6 separate regions of the Mus musculus genome follow, and all the other regions are linked to region 1. The links are chromatin contacts, called in public HiChIP or PLAC-seq and capture Hi-C maps. All regions are on one chromosome and are shown on one strand. The core of a region is the stretch at or near the end of the contact, and the rest is flanking DNA. Distances in the headings are between cores, read along the strand shown.

Region 1 (2,962 bases), core at 314-2,813:
GAGCCATGCCCCCAGCCCTTCACTGGGGGATTCTAGGCAGGGGCTCTACCACTGAGCCACACCCCAGCCCCTCACTGGGGGATTCTAGGCAGGGGCTCTACCACTGAGCCACGCCCCCAGCCCCTCACTGGGGGATTCTAGGCAGGGGCTCTACCACTGAGCCACACCCTAGCCCCTCACTGGGGGATTCTAGGCAGGGGTTCTACCACTGAGCCACGCCCCCAGCCCATCACTGGGGGATTCTAGGCAGGGGCTCTCCCACTGAGCCTTTGTCTGCCCTTGCACAGATCAGAGGTGAATATTGCAATCTTCCTCAAGGTCTCCACACCTTAATTTTTGAGAACAGGATCTCTCATTGAACCAGGAGCTCACTGAGTGGCTAGGCAGGCTGGCTAGTGAAAGCTTGGTATCCTGTTCTTGTTTTGTTAGGAATAGGGTTACAGATGCTGTGGTCGTGGCACATGCACCCTAACACACACACACACACACACACACACACACACAAAGTGTCATCTAATAAATAAGTAAACTCCTCTAGCCTGATGCCATGGTGTATGTGCCTTTAATCCCAGAACTCAGGAGGTAGAGGCAGAGGCATGGGGGTCTCGGTGACTTCGAGGACAACCTGATCTACGTAGTGAAATTCAGGCTAGCCAAAGCTATAGCGTGAGATATGTCTCAAGACAACTTCAGGAGGTTGGGGAGAAAGAAAAGAAAGAAAAAGAGCACTGGCTGCTCTTCTAAAGGGCCTGGAGCTCAGTTTCCAGCATCCCTAAGGTGCTTCACAACCATTTGTAACTACAGTCCGAGGCTCCTGACGCCGTCTTCCGACCTCTGCAGGCACCAGGCACACGCGTCGTGCACAGGCATACACGCAGGCATAAAACTCACACATATAAAATAAATAAATCTAAAACTATTAAAAAATAACTCCTACTTTGCTGTGTTGAGCTTTAATGAAGCCAGTGCCATGCCAGGCATGGTGGTACAACTCCAGTAATCTCAGTACCGGGAAGGTGGAGGCAGGAGGATCAGGAGTTCAAGGATGCATAGGAGACTAGCTTGGGCCACTTGAGGTTTTGTCATGCATGCACTGACAAAGCCAAGTCTAGCAAACCGATCAGGGTATACTTAGGCTGTCCTTACAGTTGAGAATATCCTCTAAGCCTCCTGACTTGAAGGCTCGGACCTTCCTCTGAGCAAGTTCCACACTCTAGTCAGCCCCTTCCTTCTCTGTGGGCGAGGCCTGCCTTGCTGGGGGTGGTGGGTGTGGTAGGCGGAGTAAAAATGCTATTTCCGGGATCCTCCTTCTACTCCAAGGGACCACCTTTTTCTTATGATTGGCAGAATATCTACCCAATAATCACTAGAAACAGACTGTAAACCTCGGAGGTCTCCCCACACGTGTTAGTAACGCCTCTTCCAAATAGACCAATTGTAAACTTCGGAAGGCGGGTTCTCCCATGGGGGCGGGACAGAGTGACGGGCGTCGCTTTTGACTTATGGAAACATGGCTGCCTGTAAGATCAGACCAATCAGAAGTGAGAAGGCCGGATGTGGGCGGAGCTGAAACTTCGGCGGTTGAACCGCTCGTGAAGATCGAGTCCGTGGAGGTGAAGAGCGAGTACGCGGGTGTGGGCGCGGGCTCCAGGCGCGGGCTGCAGGCGCGGGCAGTGGGGAGTCCCCAGAGCACCGATTCTTTCACGCAGGTGGACGCCAGAACCTATGCAAGCTGGAGATTTCACGGGGTCTTTAATGCATCATGTTGTCGCTCGCGAGATACGCGGCTAGAACTTAGAGAACCCTTACCGAATACTGCACTAGAGCTTGTAAGGTAGAGTTTTATTTTATATATATTACACCCCACGAGGTGCGGAGGGGGTGTCCTCGAGATGCCGTAGGTTCTGAACTTGAGTTGGTTTGGAGGATGGAGGCAGGTGAAGACAAGGCAGGGTTGAGGTTCCAGGGTTGAGGGTGTGTTCCTACCCTACGGACCAGAGGCGTTTACTGTGTGCAGGCTCTGAGCAAGTTATTTGTCGTGAAATCACTTTTAATTCTCGCTTTCTTTGCAGTGCTAGATGACAAACTTTGAAATGTTAGTCAATAGTTCTACCACTGCTGCCGAGGTCGGGAACGAGTCTTATGTTTTGTTTTTGAGACAGTGTCTCGCCTTTTTTCCTTGAACGCATAGAAATTATTGTGTGTTCACACAAGTGTGTGATGGGAGGGGGATTCATATCACAGGATGGGTGTGTAGTGACAGCTTTGGAATTTTGGTTCCTTTAAAAAACACAGAAATATTATAAGAATATGTTTTCATTTTAATCCCAGGTGTACCTGTTTTGGACAGTTCTCAGCTTACTATGATTTGCCGCTTGCTCTAGCAGAAGTGTGTTTTTGCCAGCTGCAGATAATTTTTTTTTCGATTGTGTGACATTTGGAATTTTGGGAACATTTTAGAGAGCATATAAATGTTAGGGCCCCCAAGAAGCATGTGTGCCTGTATGTGTATGTGCATGTGTGCAGGGTTGTTGGTCATTTAGGAAGGTTGGTTGTGGTTTGTTAGTAGTCACGGTCGAAGAAGAAACAAAAGGAAAGAAATTAGATTCAGGGGTTTTCCTAATTCCTCTCTTCCCCTCTATCCTTGTTTTCTCTCCTATCTAGTATTTAGGGGGTGAAAATGGGAGATAAAGCCTGGGGGAAAGAACCCACAAAGTAGCAAGGACCAGCTATATGGCTGTGGCTGTGGAGGTCGGACAACAACACTGGGTTGGTTCTCTCCTTCCACCTTTCTGTGGATTCTAGGGGTCAAGCTCCGCTCTTTGGGTTTACACAGCAGGAAGCTTTACCCATTGAGTCGTCTGGACAGCCCCTCTGAATGAACCCTGAAGTGTCATAACGCATCCTACAGTGGCACACCTTTGTAATCCCAGGACTGGGCAGCTGAGGCGAAGGACTGGCA
Region 2 (2,962 bases), core at 243-2,742, 2.1 Mb after region 1:
GGTAGGGCGCTAAGGAGAGTTCAAGGACAGGCTTGGCTGTACGAGACCCTGTACTGTCTCCAAAAAGCGTAACAAGACTAAGAAGGCTTATTATTTTTCCTTCCTCTAAAAGCCCTCCATGTTTAGGCCCGCCCCCAAATTTGGAGAACTTCCGTAAAAGTTCACCCTTCCAAGATGTTAGCGGTCCTGTCACCGTTACCTTATTTTCCTAGATTCTAGAAGGCATGACTCAATCTGGAGGACTCAACCTTGGTGACTAGTGGCGGCACACACGGGTAATCCCTGTACTCAGAGGGGGTAAAGCAGAAAGATTGCACGCTTGCACTGGCCCCTAACCACCCCACTGCCTGGCGGGAACGTACCTCACGAGATCTAGAAAGGAATCCAGCACCTCTTTGGTTGGTGCACTGCGGGCACAGGGGTCTACAACAGAGTCGTTGATGGAGGTGATGGCGGTAACGGCGGCGCCCGGCTTCAGCGCCAGGGCCAAACCCACGCCGAGCGCCGACGCGAGCAGTGTGGTGACCAGGAAAAAGAGCAGCGCCCAGGCGCCCACACGACCGAGCGCGCTAGGGTCCAAGCTGGCTGCACCTCCGATCAGGCTGCACACCACGAGCGGCAGGATGATCATCTTCAGCAGACGCAGCAGCAGCTCTCCCGGGAAGGCGAAAGCGGTCAAGCGCGCGGGACCCAGCGCGTCAGCACCGCCCGCCGCCGAGACCCCCAGCCCCAGCCCCACGCCAGCCACCACCGCAGCCACCGTGAGCAGCACCAGCAGGTTGGCGCGAATGCAGCGGCGCACCCGGTCACGGGAACCGCAGCAACCACCTGCTTTCGCACTCTGGTCCTCTCTGGATCCCAGCGCGGGGCCACCGTTCGCGGTGGAATCCACCGCTACTACCCCTTTGGGGTCAGCCTTAGGGGGATCCACTGCCATGCTGAGCCGTAACAGGGAGGTTCCTTGTGAGCCTGGAGACTAGGTGTGACGTCCTTAGGACCGAGAATGGAGGCTGAAACTTTGCAGCGGTCCTTGAAGTTATGCGTCCACCGGATCTCGGAAACTGGAGGGTCCTAGGCTCCCTGAGCTGTATGCGGAGATCCCTTTATTTTTCCTGGTGATGTCGAATCCCCGAAAACTGGGAGTTGAGAGCGCCTTGTTGGAGTAGGGAACAGCTCTTCAGAGGGTTCTTTGACTCCCTGAAGGAGTAAGGAAACTCAGGTAGCTGAGGTCTTCAGGAAGCTCAACCCAAGTGGCATAGATCCGGGATGCCTTGCTCCGGGAGACCGAGATCCCAGGATTAGGACGCCTGGCTCTCGGACTCTTGGGTACTGGAGCCCTAGAAGGAGTGGACCGAGCGTTTCGGGCTCTGGAGAGAAAAATCAAATTTCCAGATGCAAATAGGAAGCAGCCCGGGGGATATGGAAAGTGGCGCCAAGGAGAAACCTCCCAGGCCGCGCCGCGTGTCTCTGAGGCTGCTAGACGGAAGCGACCAGGATTAAAGGCGGAGGGGCGTGACTTGAAAAAGCGGAGGGCGGGACTTGAAAAGGCGGAGGCCGTCCCGCAAGCGCTGATTGGTTATGGAACATTCGGCGCCAGGTGGCGAGCGAGGGGCGGAGCCAAGATCACAGTGGGCAACCTAGGGTGAATAACAATGCATAGCCAGGGGCGGGGCCGGGGCAAGGGCATCGAGCCAGAAAGGGTGCAAAGCCTCCAAAAGGGGCGGGGCGTTGGGAAACTATCCAACCCACACCCACCCACACGCACCTCACCACTGGTCAAAAGAATCTAATTGTGGATCATATCTGATATTCCACAGAAGGACCCCTAGAAAGGGCAGACAGATGAGTGGCACACACCTTTAATCCCTGCTCTCAGGAGGCAGAGGCAGGCAGATAGATCTCTGTGAGTTCAAGATCAGCCTTGGTTGGTCTACAGAGCGAGTTCTAGGGCTGCCAGGGCTACATAAAGAAAAAGAAACCCAGTCTGTAGAAACAAATTGGGGAAAGGGAGGGAGGAGGGGCCAGTAGGCCCCAACATTGAATGTGGGGGATTTGAACTCAGGCCCTCATGCTTGAGCTGCAACCCAGTCTCTTTCCTCAGATAGTCACAGATTGGGTCCTCCCCACAGGAGCATGGCACATGCAACACACACAAATAAACAAATATATAAATAAATGTAGCAAAAAATATTTAAATGGCCAGTTCACCACAAACATTCTTAGTTTAGACACTGTTACCCATCAACTGTAAGAATAACAGACTTAGAGAGGAGGAGGAGGAGGAGGAGGAAGAGGAGGAGGAAAGAGGTCTGCTGAATCCAGAATCTTTGGGACATGTAGGGTGGGGAAAATGAGGCTGAAGTTTGTGGATCAGGATTGGCTAGGAGCGTTCTGCCCCACTGCCTGCCCCTAGTAAGAGAAATACTCAAACTGGTTCCAGCCAGCTCTTTGGCCCAACCTCCTACCCGGATTCCTTGTGATTTCATCAGTGGGAGAAAGGTCTGGGGCTTCCCAAAGGGTGAAGCAGGGTAGTGAGAGGCTGGGCTGAAGGAGGAGGACAGCCAAGAGTCCCTTCCTGAACTCTGTTGACCACTTGAGAAACGCCCTGAAGAATGGCTCTTTTGGAAAGTCTGGAGCTTGCCTGGAGGTGGAGCAAAGGAGGCTACAGGGCTCAGTCTGTTCTACCAGGCGCTCACCCGCAGCTCTCAGGACTGCAATCCCAACTATGGAAGGATTCCAAGGTCATGACCAGCCTGGGCCACAGACATCAGAGTAAAGATGGGAATGAGGGGCTGCTGGGAAAGGCTAGCCTGAGAGAGGGCAGGGAGGGCTTGTTGGAGAAGGAAGCAGGGTTTCTTCGTGTGACTCTGACTATCCTAGAACTTGCTCTGTAGACCAGACTGGCCTTGAACTCCAAAATCCACCTGCCTCTGCCTCCCTGCTGGTATTAAAGGCATGTGCC
Region 3 (2,962 bases), core at 272-2,771, 2.1 Mb after region 1:
CCTAACAGTTCAGGGGTTTCTACCTAACATCCTCAAATCTTTCATAACGGAACTCTAATTCCTTAAAGCACCCAAAATGTCGCTTCCCACTCTCAAGCTCTCCTGGGGGAGCCCAAAACATGTCCTCTACCCTCTCCGTGGTTCCACCCAAACGATCCCAATGTGTCCCTACATTGTAGCCACACGTGCCCAAAGTGTCCTTCTTGGACAGGAGGCCACACACTTCATCCTGGGACCCCTTCCTATCAAGCTTCCTCCCACCTTTCAATTGCTCCGGGCCAGCCACTCCCCCAAGGTACCCCATGCCAGCTTCCAGTCTTCCTCTCTTCACTCCCTGCACCCAGTGGATGTTAAGAGTGTGTCACCCCACTAGACATCTAGTCCATTCCACCCTGACAGCCAGCATCTGGTTAGGATCCGGAGGCGAGGCGTGGCATATTTATTCGCGCAGACCCCATCCACTTTCTCAGCACTCTGTCCCCCGGGAACCCCGAGTCGCATCGCCCAGACAGGCTCTCTGGGCTTGGGCTCGTCACTCCCACTCGCGGCTCCCGGCAGACTCGGCCCTGCTCAGATCCTCTGACCGGTCCCGGCCCGCGTCCGCCCCGAGGCCCCGAGGACCCCGCCGCCGGCCCGTCGCCGGCCCTGCCCGCCCCCTCCCGGCCGTCCCGGCGGCCATTGCTCCAAGATGGCGGCGGCGGCGGCGGCGGGTGAGGCGAGGCCGGGCCGGGCAGGACTGGGGCGGGGAGCGCGGGAGGGCAGCGGTGGCGCTCACCTGCAGCTCGGCGCGCTCGGCCTCCCAGCGGGCCTTCTCGGCTTCGAAGCGTGCCCACTCGTGTTGGATAAAGTGCAGGATCCCCGGCAGGCTGAGGGGCTCCGGGCCCGCCGTAGGGCCCGGGCTGCCTCCGCCGCCACCTCCTTTTCCTACCGGGCCGGGCCCAGGAGCAGGGCTGGAGGCCGGGGCCGCCGCCGTCGGGTTGGGAGCCGTGCCCGAGCCCAGAGGGCGGCAGGAGGAGGCGGCCGATGCGACCGCGGCGGCCGCTCGCTCCTCCATCATGGAGGCCCCGGGGCCGGCCCGCGCGCCCGCTGTACCTCGCGCGCCTGCGCGGACGCGCAGCTTCACACTTCTACACCCCCGCCTCGTGTGCGCGCGCGCGCGCGCTGGGCGGGCGAGGGGAGCGGGGACAAGCACGGGGCTGGGCGCGAGCCTCGCCCACCCACCCGGGTCGACCCCGGTGGTGCGCGCGGGCGGGGGTGCTGACAGGGAGGGGGAGGGACTGCCTCTACGTAGGCAAAGGACCCAGGGTCCCTCGCAATTGTCTCCTTTGCGGTCGAGAGACCAGACCGGACTTTTTTTTCTGCATTCTCCCCAATGTCAGAGTCCTATCCCCTCCAAATGCAAATACACCCCCATCTCTTTCACTTAGTGAAGAAAAAAAAAACAAAAAACAAAAAAGACGACCTGGGGTGGGGAGTGGGCTCTGACCAGAGGAAGTCGGTTGTCATAATAACCCTATCCAATCTGGAGGCCCCTTCCCAGTTTGCATATGTGGAGTCCCAAACCTCTACTATCATTGCACTAGGAGGAGGTTGCTAAGGTAACCCAAGTCCCTGGTGGTTCTTCTGACCCTATCCTCATCAGTTACTATAGCAACCTCCCCTCACCTAGAGCTCAGGTAGAAAAAAGGCCCAGCCCCAAAGACATTCCTCTAAGAGGAATGCCTCTGTCCCACTCCTCCCCCAGCCAACCCAGTTGCCATTACCATGGTAACCATCTCCCCTTCCCTTATGGAAAGTCCATGGATAAACCAACCAGGTGTTTTTATTTAGAAGACAAGTGCTGCTGTGGGACAGTTGCTATGGTTACAGGGCCTGGACCATTTCCAGGGAGATGAGAAACAGTTAAATCCATGCCCTGGTTACTATAACAGGGCAATCTCCCACAGTCTGATGATCCTAGCAATCAGGTCCTGTAAGATAGGGGATGTTTAGGATTAGCTCCAAAGGATGCATGAGTCTAGAGAAGAGGTTGTCATGGTAACAGTTGCTGTCACTTCTGCCCTTCTGGACACCATCATGGAAGAGGGATAGTTATAGCTTACAATTGATGACTCCTACCCACCACATCACTCCTGAGACGACTGAAGTGGTAACCAGGCTTATGGACTTCAAATAGACAAAAGAGTCTGTGACTTCATTAGCTACTTTCACGGGCGGGTAGAATGAAATTGCACTTTGTTGGGAGGGGCTGGCTCATTTGATGCTTTCTGGTTCCTCCCTCAGCAGGGCAGATGACCCAAGGTGAAACCACTCTTCTTGATCACCCTCAGCCTGAAACCTAGGGAGGTAAGAGTCCCTGGATGTCACAGTAATCACATGGGTAACTGCCCTTTCTATGTCCTTAAAGGCTTTCCTGAATGGGTCTCCTTTTTGTACCTACTGTGATTGAAAAGGCTAAGGCTAATTCCAAGTGATGCATACGCTTAGATTTTTTTCATGTGTTTGTTTATTGTGTGCATGTGCATGTGTGGAAGTCAGAGGCTGAGTTGCCGGAGTTGATTCTTTCCTTGTATTGTTTGGGTTCTGGAGACTAAACTCAGGTCTGCCTTGGTATCAAGAACCTGCTGGGCCATCTTTAAACACTGTTTTGTTGTTGTTGTTGTTGTTGTTGTTGTTGTTTTTCTGACAGTCTCATGTAGCCCAGGCTGGCCTCAAACTCAAGCAGTGGTCAAGGATGACCTTGAATTTTCAATCCTCCTGCCTCCACCTCCCAAGTGCTGGGAATACAAGCATTTAACATCAGACTCAGCGTATATAATGTGTGGGGGAAGAAATGGAAAGCTAGTATGAGCTCAGATTCACTCTCTTCCCTGACCACTTTTCCTAGGCAAGGCCCCATGTTACTCACTCCTGCTCCCGGCTGGTCTCCTACCTTACCACTAAGGTGTGCCTGTCTTCTCAG
Region 4 (2,962 bases), core at 163-2,662, 2.1 Mb after region 1:
TGGGAAAGGATAGGGATTGTACCCCGAGACCTTGCTTGCCCCTGGCAGCTTGTCCACACACCCACTCACACATGTCACCCGATCACCATGGCCAGTATGGCTTCAATTTCTACTGTTTCCAAAGACCGGAGGCCCAGGATGGGCCCATCAGAAGAGCTCTTCCTGATCAGCTGCTCCCACTTGCCCCTTCCTCCCAACTCCACACCTGGTAGGCCCCTCCCTTCCTCCCTGCTCGCTGCAGAAAACAACAAGCAGCGACAGGCAATTTGGGGAGGCCTCTGGGCACCCCACCCCTATCCGGGCCTCTCTGAAACCGGTGGTGGAGTGAGGACACGACTAGGGTGTAGTGCCCCTCCTCGTCTGTCACCTAGGCCCCTCTCTGGCCTCCCAACAATCTCAGGCCACCTCCAAAGCCTCCTCCTTTATCATGAGAGCCCCCTATGCCCTCACCTTCTGGTCCACGATAGAACAGGCTAGTTGCTTCACATGAGCCAACTCTGAGGCAGCCGGCAACAGCACGAACTCTCGGGTCAATCCGATCTGGATATGGAAGGAGACCCCCGAACCCGGAGCCGGGATCTGAGGCAGCAGAGGTGGCGGCGACTGGAGATCCAAGCCACCGGGGGGCGGAGGAGACCCGGGCCCCGGAGAGCCGGGGAGTCCTGCGGGATGGGAGGGGGCGGCGGCCATGGGGGCCAGATCCAGATCTGCCGCCCAAAGCTCACCAAGGACCCTGGGACCTAGATCCGAGAGCTCTCTTGCGGTGGTGGTAAGAACGCAGGCATTTGAGAGAGAAATCTGTCAGGTTGAGAGACGCGAGGATGGCGGGATCCTGGGCAATGAGAGAAAAGGCATCTAGTGGGTCACACGCCGGGAGTCAAGAGAGCAGAGTTCAGAAAGAAAAACAGTGGTTTGGGGAAGGGTACCCAGAGATTGGAAGGTTGGAAGAAACCAGGAAAGAAAGTCGGGTAGGGCAGGGTCCCTGGAATCAAAAGACACTGCGATCCAAGGCCCCTGGAGAAAGAAGGCTGAGAGCAAAGCAGAGGGAATGCCAGGATCCGGTGGGTTTGACGGCAGGACCAAAGTCAGGGCAGGCCTGAAGATGCTCTGCCTTGGGGGTAGAAAACGGGAGTCTGACCAGGGATCTAGTGGATCGTAGGAACCCGACTGGCTCGGGGATGAGGAGGGGTTGCCAGGGCCAGGGCTGAAAGAAGAGACTCTCACAGGTCGTGAAAGTCGGAGGAAAGTTGGATCAGGGGCGGCGGAGGAGGGAGCGTTACCGAAGGCGGGGCGGGTCGGGGACAAGGGAGGGTCGCACAGCGCGGGTAGCTCTATTTTTCCCCCTTCAAAGTTTAAGTCGGCAGCGGCGGCCCAGAAGGAAGTCTCAGGAGCGATGGCACAGCTGGCCAATCAAAGCAGGGCACCGTGACATCACAGGGCGGGCCTTACTGGGACGGAAGGGGAAGGCGGGACCCCGCACCAGGGAGTTGGGGGGAATTTGGTGGCTGGGGGTAGGAGGGCGGAAGGGTCAGCGTTTCCTCTGCACAGTCCAGCCTGGAAAGTTGACTTTTCGCCGCAGTTCACCGCGGCACGCGAGAGGGGCAGGCGCTTTGTCATTGAAGGAGTGAGCTGTCAGACTGGCACGCATCCGGCGCCCACCGCAGGGAAAGGGTCGGAAATCGTTGTCAAGTCCGGTGGCTTTACAGTTTCTGCTACTCAACCTGCCCCCAACACACACACACACACACACACACACACACACACACACACACACACACACACACACACACACACAAAAGCGCGCGTCCCCAGCTCAAAAGCCCAGTATATAAGGTGGGAAGTCGAGGAGGCCTTAGGATGCACAAGAGAGCTTAATTTCAGGTTTCTCTCCAGAGAGTTGAGGGTACAAAGCCTGTCCCTCCAACCAAGGTGGCATGACAAAGGACACCACCACTTGATAGACCTCCTGTGAGACCAAGTGCCGACATCTTTCTGGCTGTGTGACTTCTCCACTGTGAGCCTTAGTTTTTCTGTCATGAGGCCGAAATACAGGTGGTGCCTGGACACTGCTAAAGTTGAGTTGATGTGGCTGCCTTTGATTTTGCAGAGGAAAGGGAAGGCACTGAAAACATCCAGGGGTGTCTGGGTGGGTGTGTTAACGGAATCATCCAACATGTGGCTGGTGAGATGGCCAGGTGGGGAAAGGCATTTGAAGCCAAGCTCACTGGCCTGAGTTCAATCCTGTACACTCACATAGTCAAAGGAGAACCAGCTGAGCTACTGTGGGTTGTCCTGACCTCCACCCTTCTCTGAAATAAACAGTAGTGCAATAACAGGAAATCTAAAAAGCTAACATCAACTGAGAGCCTGTGAGTCTGTGTAGTCAACTCTAACTCCATCAAGAGCCGTTCTGACTTTTACTCCAGTAGTCAGGCAGTGGCTACCAATTAGTTTTCACATCCAGGTAGCTGGAGCTTTAAGAGAGCAGCAACTTGTCCACAAGGGCCCCCCCTTACTGGTTCAGCGCTGCTGGGGGCAGCTGAGGTGGGTACAGTGCTGGCTGTCACCACATCCGGGGGCAGAGGCTGGGGAAGGAAGTCTGAGGCTGGAGTGAAAACCCAAACTACCACCTGGGGAAGTTGCAAAGAGGGACAGGGGGAGGCAAGGCCACGTGGAGCTCACAGCCTGGCTAATGAGTGTCCCCTAAAAACCACATGCCTACATGTACCTTCTAGACAGGCATGTCCCCAGCATGTTTGACTGCCTGCTTCTGGGACTCACGGCCCCCTTTACCCCGTGACCCTGGGGCAGGTCTAGAAGGCGGGGGTTGTGGAACATGCTGTGCCTGCTGTTTGGAATGTCAGAGTGGCTCATACCCTGCTCTGTATGATGGGACTCCAGTCCTTCCCCACTGTGGCAATGAAGGCCTAACTCCCACCAGCCGACATTAAACGTGGGTAAG
Region 5 (2,962 bases), core at 217-2,716, 2.0 Mb after region 1:
GGCAGCCGAGGTCAGCAACAGCCAGATCCCCGTCTCCACCCCCACAGCCTCGGCTCAGGTTTCCCTAAACGGGAAGCTCTGACCACACACATGTACACACATAGAGGCTTAGGTACCGGGATGGGATGGGCCAGGGGAGTGGGCTGGGGGAAGGGAAGAGAGATGGAGACAGACATTAGGCAGAAAAACATTGAGGCCTAGAGACAGACCACGACCCCATTTCTAATCTCCTCTGTTTTTGGAAGCTTTACAGGTCTTGGAAGACCATAGAGACAGAGACTGTGTTAAGGAAATGAAACAGAGATGCTGGGGTATGGAAAGGTTGGAGCAACAACCGGAAAGGGTCTCCAGACTCAAGGAGTGATGTAGGGAGGGAGAAAGAGCTGGAGCCTTTTCAATTTGAAAGTCATCATTAGAGTTCCTCGGCGAATCATACTCTCTCTCCCCTCACTCCCTAGCTATCTTCACCTGGCCTCCCCGTGTTACTGAGCCATGGGACCAAGTAGAAGAAAGAAGTGTCATTGGGTTGATCAAAATGCCCCCGGGGGTCCTCAGGGACTGTTCGGGGGTTTCTCAGCAGCCGGTCTCTCTCTCCAGAGGCCTGAAGATTCCCCTTCCCCCACCCCGCCCCCTCCAGGGATCTCCAAGCACCCCGAGACTTAAGGAAAGATGAAGATGGATTCCGGGTAGCGGGGCCCAGAGGGAGGTTATGTTTGAATGCCGGCTGTGTGACCTTGGGTGAGTCTCTTCCTGTCTCTAAGCCTCAGTTTTTTTCTCTGTAAAATGGGGACTTTCAAACCCTCATGAAATAGGAAATCTGTAAGAAGACGAATGTTTGGTTTAACACACACTAGGCATCCAGGACGGTTAACAGGGTCCATGCTGAGTCCAACGGAGGCCGTGCATCCTCCCTATCAGCTCTATTTGGGGGTAGGAAAAGCCAGGTCTCCAGTCTTATCTCTTTCCCCCTGCCTGCTCCCCTACCCTAGGACCGGTGTGCTGAGCATACACTACCAAGACAGACAGACGGACACAGGAGCAGGGAGGTGGGGGAACGAATGGGGGAGGGAGGAATGCATGGATGGACGCACGGACAGGCGACCCCTCACCAGCTGCTCCTCCAGGGCTGCTGCGGCCCTGCGCGCCGCTGCCGCATCCTCGTCCTCCTCGGCGTCCTCCTCGTCCTCAGCCTCGGCGCCCCCCATCCCGGGCTGGGCCAGCCGCAGCGCCTGCTGCACGCGGTACTCCTGCCTCTCTCGGAGCCAATGCAACTCGCAGAGCCCGGCCAGGCTGCCTTCCAACCATCCCCGCAGCCGACCCCGCTCCGGGCTCACCGGGAACGAGAAGGCCCGGATCATGGCTGCGGCCCCCCGCCCCAGCCCGGCCGGGCCCCACGGCCGCCCCTCTCGCCGGTCCCACCTCCCCGCCCCAGCAGCCCGCCCGCCCGCTGGCCGGGCTGTCACCGTCTCATCTGCATAGGCGCCCGCCCATTGGGCCGCCCACCCGCGCCTCATCTACATGACCACGCCCCTGAAGGCACGACAACGACCTACTATTGGTTGTTGCCTTCCGTGACGCAGGGCTCCGCCCCGCCCCATTTTTCCTTAACAACGCATGCCCAGGACTACCTACGGGGGTATCAGACTCGCCACGCCCCTTTGTGCGGCGATCCTGGGGCTGTGGCCACGCCTTCTTTATAATCACAATGAAGCAAGCCCGCCCTTGCTCCAATTTCATTGGTGCCAGTCGCTTGGTTCTGGAGCTGGTTCCGCCCCCTTGCGGGCGAGCGCTGGCTGCCATTGGGCTCTCCAGGTCCAGGGAAGGGTGGTCTATAAATAGAGACTGGATCCACGTGACAGCTCCGCAGCTGCTCTTGCCGCCCCTCCCAAACTTTCAGCTTCTGAGTCTGCGCAGAAGGATCATCAGTGATGATTGAATCCGGATCACGCCTCCTCTTCCAGGCAGCTTTCCCAGACCCTCAGAAGTAAAGCGGATTGAACATCTTACGGTTTGATTATGCTTTTAAGCAGGACCTGTTCAAACCGGCTCTGTAATTCCATCATAGGGGAGGCTGAACCAGGAGGAGAATTGAGAGTTCAAGGCCAGCCTAAACTACATAGTGAATTTCAAGCTAGTTTGGATTACACAGCGAGTTTCTGTCTCATCAAAACAGCACATTTACGGAATTACAAGACCCTGGGTGAAATATTCTATGCTTTGACCAGAAGAGAATCTGAGGTCTTTTTTGTCTTCCAGGTGCGGTGGAGCTGAGTTCCACCAGTCTGAGCTCGCAGGGGCCTTTGTTCACGGTTCTAAGAGGCTTTGTTCTCAGTCTTCTGAGATGCTCTGTTCTCAACGTTCTGAAGTTCTAAATCTGAGCCTGCCTGCTTTCGAAGGCTGCATTCTGCCTCTTCTCACTGGGCAAGCCGGGCTAGCGCCCCCTCACGCGGCCAGCATGTGTCACTACACCCGGTGTGTCGGCAACGTTTGTGAAATAGCCCATTTCTCAGACGGACCTTTGACTCCTTAAAAGCTCAGATCTGGAAGGGAGGATGGGGCCGTAGAATCGCGGTGAGTTCGAGGCCAATCTGGGCTAACTATGACAGCCTGTCATTGAAAGAAAAATATAGTGTGAAACTGTCTTTTATAATGTTTTATGATCATCTGGCAATAACCAACTTTGATGTGGTGAGTCTATGCCACTTTAAGGCAGAGTAACACTAGGAAACGTATTTGGTCTCTCTGTGCTCTTCATCTACATCTAAAAAAAAGTTATTCTGAACGTTTAACAGCATAATTATGTTTTGTTTTGCTTTTTGAGGGTTTCACTAAGTAACCCTGGCTGAACTGTAACTATGTAGACCAGACTGGCTTGTTACTTTCAGACCACCTCTGGGTTGTATCTGACTCCCCCTACTCCAGTGCTCGTATTAAAGGAGTGGGTCACCACGTATAACCCTGT
Region 6 (2,962 bases), core at 285-2,784, 2.0 Mb after region 1:
TCATTTCCTGCCCAGTGCTTCTGAAATGATTGTGTAAGGTCAATTTGAAATTCATCTGAAGAGGCATTTGGAATGCCATTAAGCGTTGTGTCGGCAGAAAGCAAGTGCCCGTGAGTTGTGGATCCTGTTATCACAACGGTGTGTTGGATAGGGGAGCCGGCTGAGAGGTGTTGACAGGACAGCTAAGGGCTAGAGATTGTCTAGTGGAGGAAAAGAAAGCAGAGAGACTTCTTGGAGTACTCAGGAGTACATGGAACACAAAGTCACCATCTGACCCTTTCTGAGCCTCGGTTTTCACATCTGTCAAATAGACACGACAAGTGGAGAGCACAGATGGATGCTGCCCTCCACTCCTCCCCCTGCACCCCAGCTCCGAGGGACACTCACCATGAGAGGCAGGGAGCACACGGCCATGATGACGGTCATGAGGGCCAGCAGAATCAGGTGGTAAACTTCATCCTCTCGTGCCCGAGAGGTCGGTACAAACGAGCCATGGTGGCGTCTCTGTTGGCGGTACATGTGATAGAGGCTGAGAGTGACGGAGCCGTTGCAGAAGAAGATGGAGGTCACCAACAGGGCCATGAGACTGGCGTAGGCCAGGGAGAAGGCACAGCCGCCAGGCTGGGCGGAACGCATGCGGATGAAGCACCAGCTCCCTGGGCAATACTGCTGATGCTCGCCCAGGCCCAGCAGGGGCAGTGAGCAGAAGAGGCAGCAGAAAGCGTAGATGGAAGGCAAGGCAAAGCGGGCGCAGCGCGGCCCGTCCAGCTGGGCGTACAGGTAGGGGTGACTGAGTGCCAGGCACCGCTCCACAGCCATGGCAAAGAGGATGAGCGTGGAGGCCAGGCCGAAGAACGTCATGGCGAAGGCGAAAGTGTCACACAGCATCGTCCCACCGTGGGCCAGGCCCAGCAGAGAGCTGTTTCGAGCATAGGCCACAAACACTGCAGGGCTCAAGAAGCACGTGCCCAGCAGATCCGTCACCGCCAGCCCAGTGACCAACACCGCAAAGGCCGATGGGTGTGACCTCCGTCGGGCACCCAGGATGCCCAATGCCAGCCCGTTGCCCACTACACCAGCCACGAACATCAGCGTGCTGGTGGCAGGTCCTACCGAGTCTTGAACGTAGGTGATATTCCAGCAGGAGCCTGCCATGCCCTGCCACTCTCTGCCACCTGCACTGAGAGGGCTCCCAGGAGTGACAGAAGGGGGTCCAGGATGTCCATCGCTGGCCATCATCTTCATAGGATCTGGGATCTGCCAGTCAATTCCCAGTTGCCCGTGTGTTTCTGTCTTTTGTTTCTGTCTTCTCCTGTGTCTGTCCCTCTCCTGTTTCTTTCCTTCTCTGTCAGGTCCTTGTCCCTTTGTGCCTCAGTGTTCCCTGTCCCCTACCCCCTGTTCTTTCCTCTACACTTCTCTGTCACCTCCTTGACATTTCTGCTTTCTAGACCCTCCAGCACCTCTGCCTTCTGAAGTCCCTCAGTCTCTCCTGTCTGTGTGCGAGTCTGTGTAGATCTCTGTCAGCTTCTCCCTCCTAGGGCCCGCCCTCCCCCTCCCTCCTCATCTTGCCTCCTCGCCCCAGCTTTTTTCATTTCCTCTCTGCCCCGCCCTCCTCCCCCTGTGCTGGTCTCCAGAGGCCCCCTCGGGCTCCCTGCCTGCTTTCCCTGGCTTGTACCCCATCTCCTGCTCTGAGTATCCGTCTCTTGCCTCTGCCTCTCCTCCTGCCTCTTCCTCATACAGTCCACAGCACAGTCACCTGCTGCCACCTCCACCCCCACTCAACCTTTTCTGTTTTTCATACGTGCCCCCTCCCCAGCATCTCATCTCTATGTCTGTCTGTCTGTCTCTACCTCTGTGTCTGTCTGCCCCACCCCTCTCCAAATGCATTCATATCTAAGTCCCTCTTCGTGTTACCTAGTATCAGAACCTCACCACCACCACCACCACCACCACCAACCCAAGGAAGCCAGACAGGTCCTAGTGCTGAGTGGTTCTCCAGCTTAGCCATGGCCTGAACTGTGTGTGAACAGCCTCTGAGAGCTATTCTGGGCTTCAGGCCCTGGGGTTAGGCCCTGGCCCTGGGATTGAGAAATGACCAGGAAATTCCCCCATGATGTAGTGTTTTCCAGACACCATGGAGAGTCCTGGTCCCTGGACACAATTCACTCCTTCCAGGAGTTGAAGAAGGAGGCCGCCTGACCAGACCTCATCCATGGGCTCCTAGCTCAGGACGCACAGTCCATGCATGGTCTGCAGTTCACAGGGCTTTGGTGACCCACCATTAAAGGTTGACCTTTACTTCGCACCATAGCACTTCCAGGCCCCAGTCACCGCTCACGACACTGACTTCCGATACTAACACTTTGGCGATGGATAGCCATCTCAGGCTCCAGCTCTGCTCCCACACACAAGGCTCCACCCATCCTCCCTCAGCAACACCCTCCCCCGACCATGCCGCCTCCCTCAGATCAGTGTCAGCCCAGCTGTCAGTACAGAGGTGATGGGACCTTCACTGACTCCACAGTTCCTGCTGGAGGGTCAGAGGGGACCTTAGAGACCCCAGTCACCTTGTGTGGCTTCCTTTCCTTTCTTTTCTTTTCCTTTCTTTTCTTTTCTTTTCTTTTTTTAAAAAATCTGTTCTTGCTGCTGCTGCTGCTGCTCTGCTGTTTTTTTAAACAGATTTCACGTGGCCAAGGCTGGCCTCAAACTTTCTATGTAACCAAAAAATGACCTTAACCTTAAAAAAGCAAAAAGATTGTGTGTGTGTGTGTGTGTGTGTGTGTGTGTGTGTGTGTGCTTGTGCGTGTGTGTATGGGTGCACCCATTTCATGGTGTAGAGGACAACTTGCAGGAGTCTCAGTTCTCTCTCTCTTCCCCCACCCCGAGTCTGTCTGTCTGTCTGTCTGTCTCTCTCTGTCTCTGTCTCTCCACCCTGTGGGTTCCTGGGATAAACTCAAGTGTC

Evidence for each region. HiChIP or PLAC-seq counts read pairs in DNA pulled down with a chosen protein or histone mark. Capture Hi-C pulls out chosen DNA fragments and counts their contacts.
Region 2: an H3K27ac HiChIP or PLAC-seq map of embryonic stem cells shows a contact between it and region 1, with 6 times the contacts expected there. The contact joins the promoter of Slc1a5 here to the promoter of Ccdc61 in region 1. A contact is called at or near these places in 1 of 39 promoter capture datasets (embryonic stem cells), 4 of 115 datasets of contacts at active chromatin or transcription factors (embryonic stem cells and stem cell-derived neural progenitor cells) and 1 of 9 other capture datasets (liver).
Region 3: a capture Hi-C map of embryonic stem cells shows a contact between it and region 1, with 7 times the contacts expected there. The contact joins the promoter of Strn4 here to the promoter of Ccdc61 in region 1. A contact is called at or near these places in 4 of 115 datasets of contacts at active chromatin or transcription factors (embryonic hindbrain, embryonic stem cells, forebrain and 1 more) and 2 of 9 other capture datasets (embryonic stem cells and liver).
Region 4: a contact with region 1 is called in an H3K27ac HiChIP or PLAC-seq map of embryonic stem cells, with 13 times the contacts expected there. The contact joins the promoter of Prkd2 here to the promoter of Ccdc61 in region 1. A contact is called at or near these places in 5 of 39 promoter capture datasets (embryonic stem cells, hippocampal neurons and stem cell-derived epiblast-like cells), 4 of 115 datasets of contacts at active chromatin or transcription factors (embryonic forebrain, embryonic midbrain and embryonic stem cells) and 3 of 9 other capture datasets (adipose tissue, embryonic stem cells and pancreatic islet).
Region 5: a contact with region 1 is called in a capture Hi-C map of embryonic stem cells, with 7 times the contacts expected there. The contact joins the promoter of Dact3 here to the promoter of Ccdc61 in region 1. A contact is called at or near these places in 3 of 39 promoter capture datasets (cranial neural crest, liver and second pharyngeal arch cranial neural crest), 1 of 484 Hi-C or Micro-C datasets (muscle stem cells), 6 of 115 datasets of contacts at active chromatin or transcription factors (astrocytes, embryonic hindbrain, embryonic stem cells and 1 more) and 1 of 9 other capture datasets (embryonic stem cells).
Region 6: a contact with region 1 is called in a capture Hi-C map of embryonic stem cells, with 10 times the contacts expected there. The contact joins the promoter of Ptgir here to the promoter of Ccdc61 in region 1. A contact is called at or near these places in 1 of 39 promoter capture datasets (embryonic stem cells), 1 of 115 datasets of contacts at active chromatin or transcription factors (large pre-B cells) and 1 of 9 other capture datasets (embryonic stem cells).

The regions. Positions count from the first base shown.
Region 1 is chr7:18,909,005-18,911,966 of GRCm38.p6, reverse strand. It overlaps Ccdc61 (coiled-coil domain containing 61), which reads left to right and starts at 1,563. Exons shown (of 14, transcript NM_001033314.3): 1 at 1,563-1,834.
Region 2 is chr7:16,779,876-16,782,837 of GRCm38.p6, reverse strand. It overlaps Slc1a5 (solute carrier family 1 (neutral amino acid transporter), member 5), which reads right to left and starts at 1,492. Exons shown (of 9, transcript NM_009201.2): 1 at 363-1,492. The coding sequence starts at 937.
Region 3 is chr7:16,814,448-16,817,409 of GRCm38.p6, reverse strand. It overlaps Strn4 (striatin, calmodulin binding protein 4), which reads right to left and starts at 1,521. Exons shown (of 18, transcript NM_133789.3): 1 at 776-1,521. The coding sequence starts at 1,057. Fkrp (fukutin related protein) reads left to right here and starts at 678. Exons shown (of 3, transcript NM_173430.2): 1 at 678-710; 2 at 2,284-2,346.
Region 4 is chr7:16,841,352-16,844,313 of GRCm38.p6, reverse strand. It overlaps Prkd2 (protein kinase D2), which reads right to left and starts at 1,412. Exons shown (of 19, transcript NM_001252458.1): 1 at 1,281-1,412; 2 at 451-832. The coding sequence starts at 690.
Region 5 is chr7:16,873,821-16,876,782 of GRCm38.p6, reverse strand. Dact3 (dishevelled-binding antagonist of beta-catenin 3) reads right to left here and starts at 1,466. Exons shown (of 4, transcript NM_001081655.1): 1 at 1,110-1,466. The coding sequence starts at 1,358. It overlaps 9330104G04Rik (RIKEN cDNA 9330104G04 gene), which reads left to right and starts at 1,897. Exons shown (of 2, transcript NR_152128.1): 1 at 1,897-2,571.
Region 6 is chr7:16,905,062-16,908,023 of GRCm38.p6, reverse strand. It overlaps Ptgir (prostaglandin I receptor (IP)), which reads right to left and starts at 1,534. Exons shown (of 2, transcript NM_008967.3): 1 at 388-1,534. The coding sequence starts at 1,239.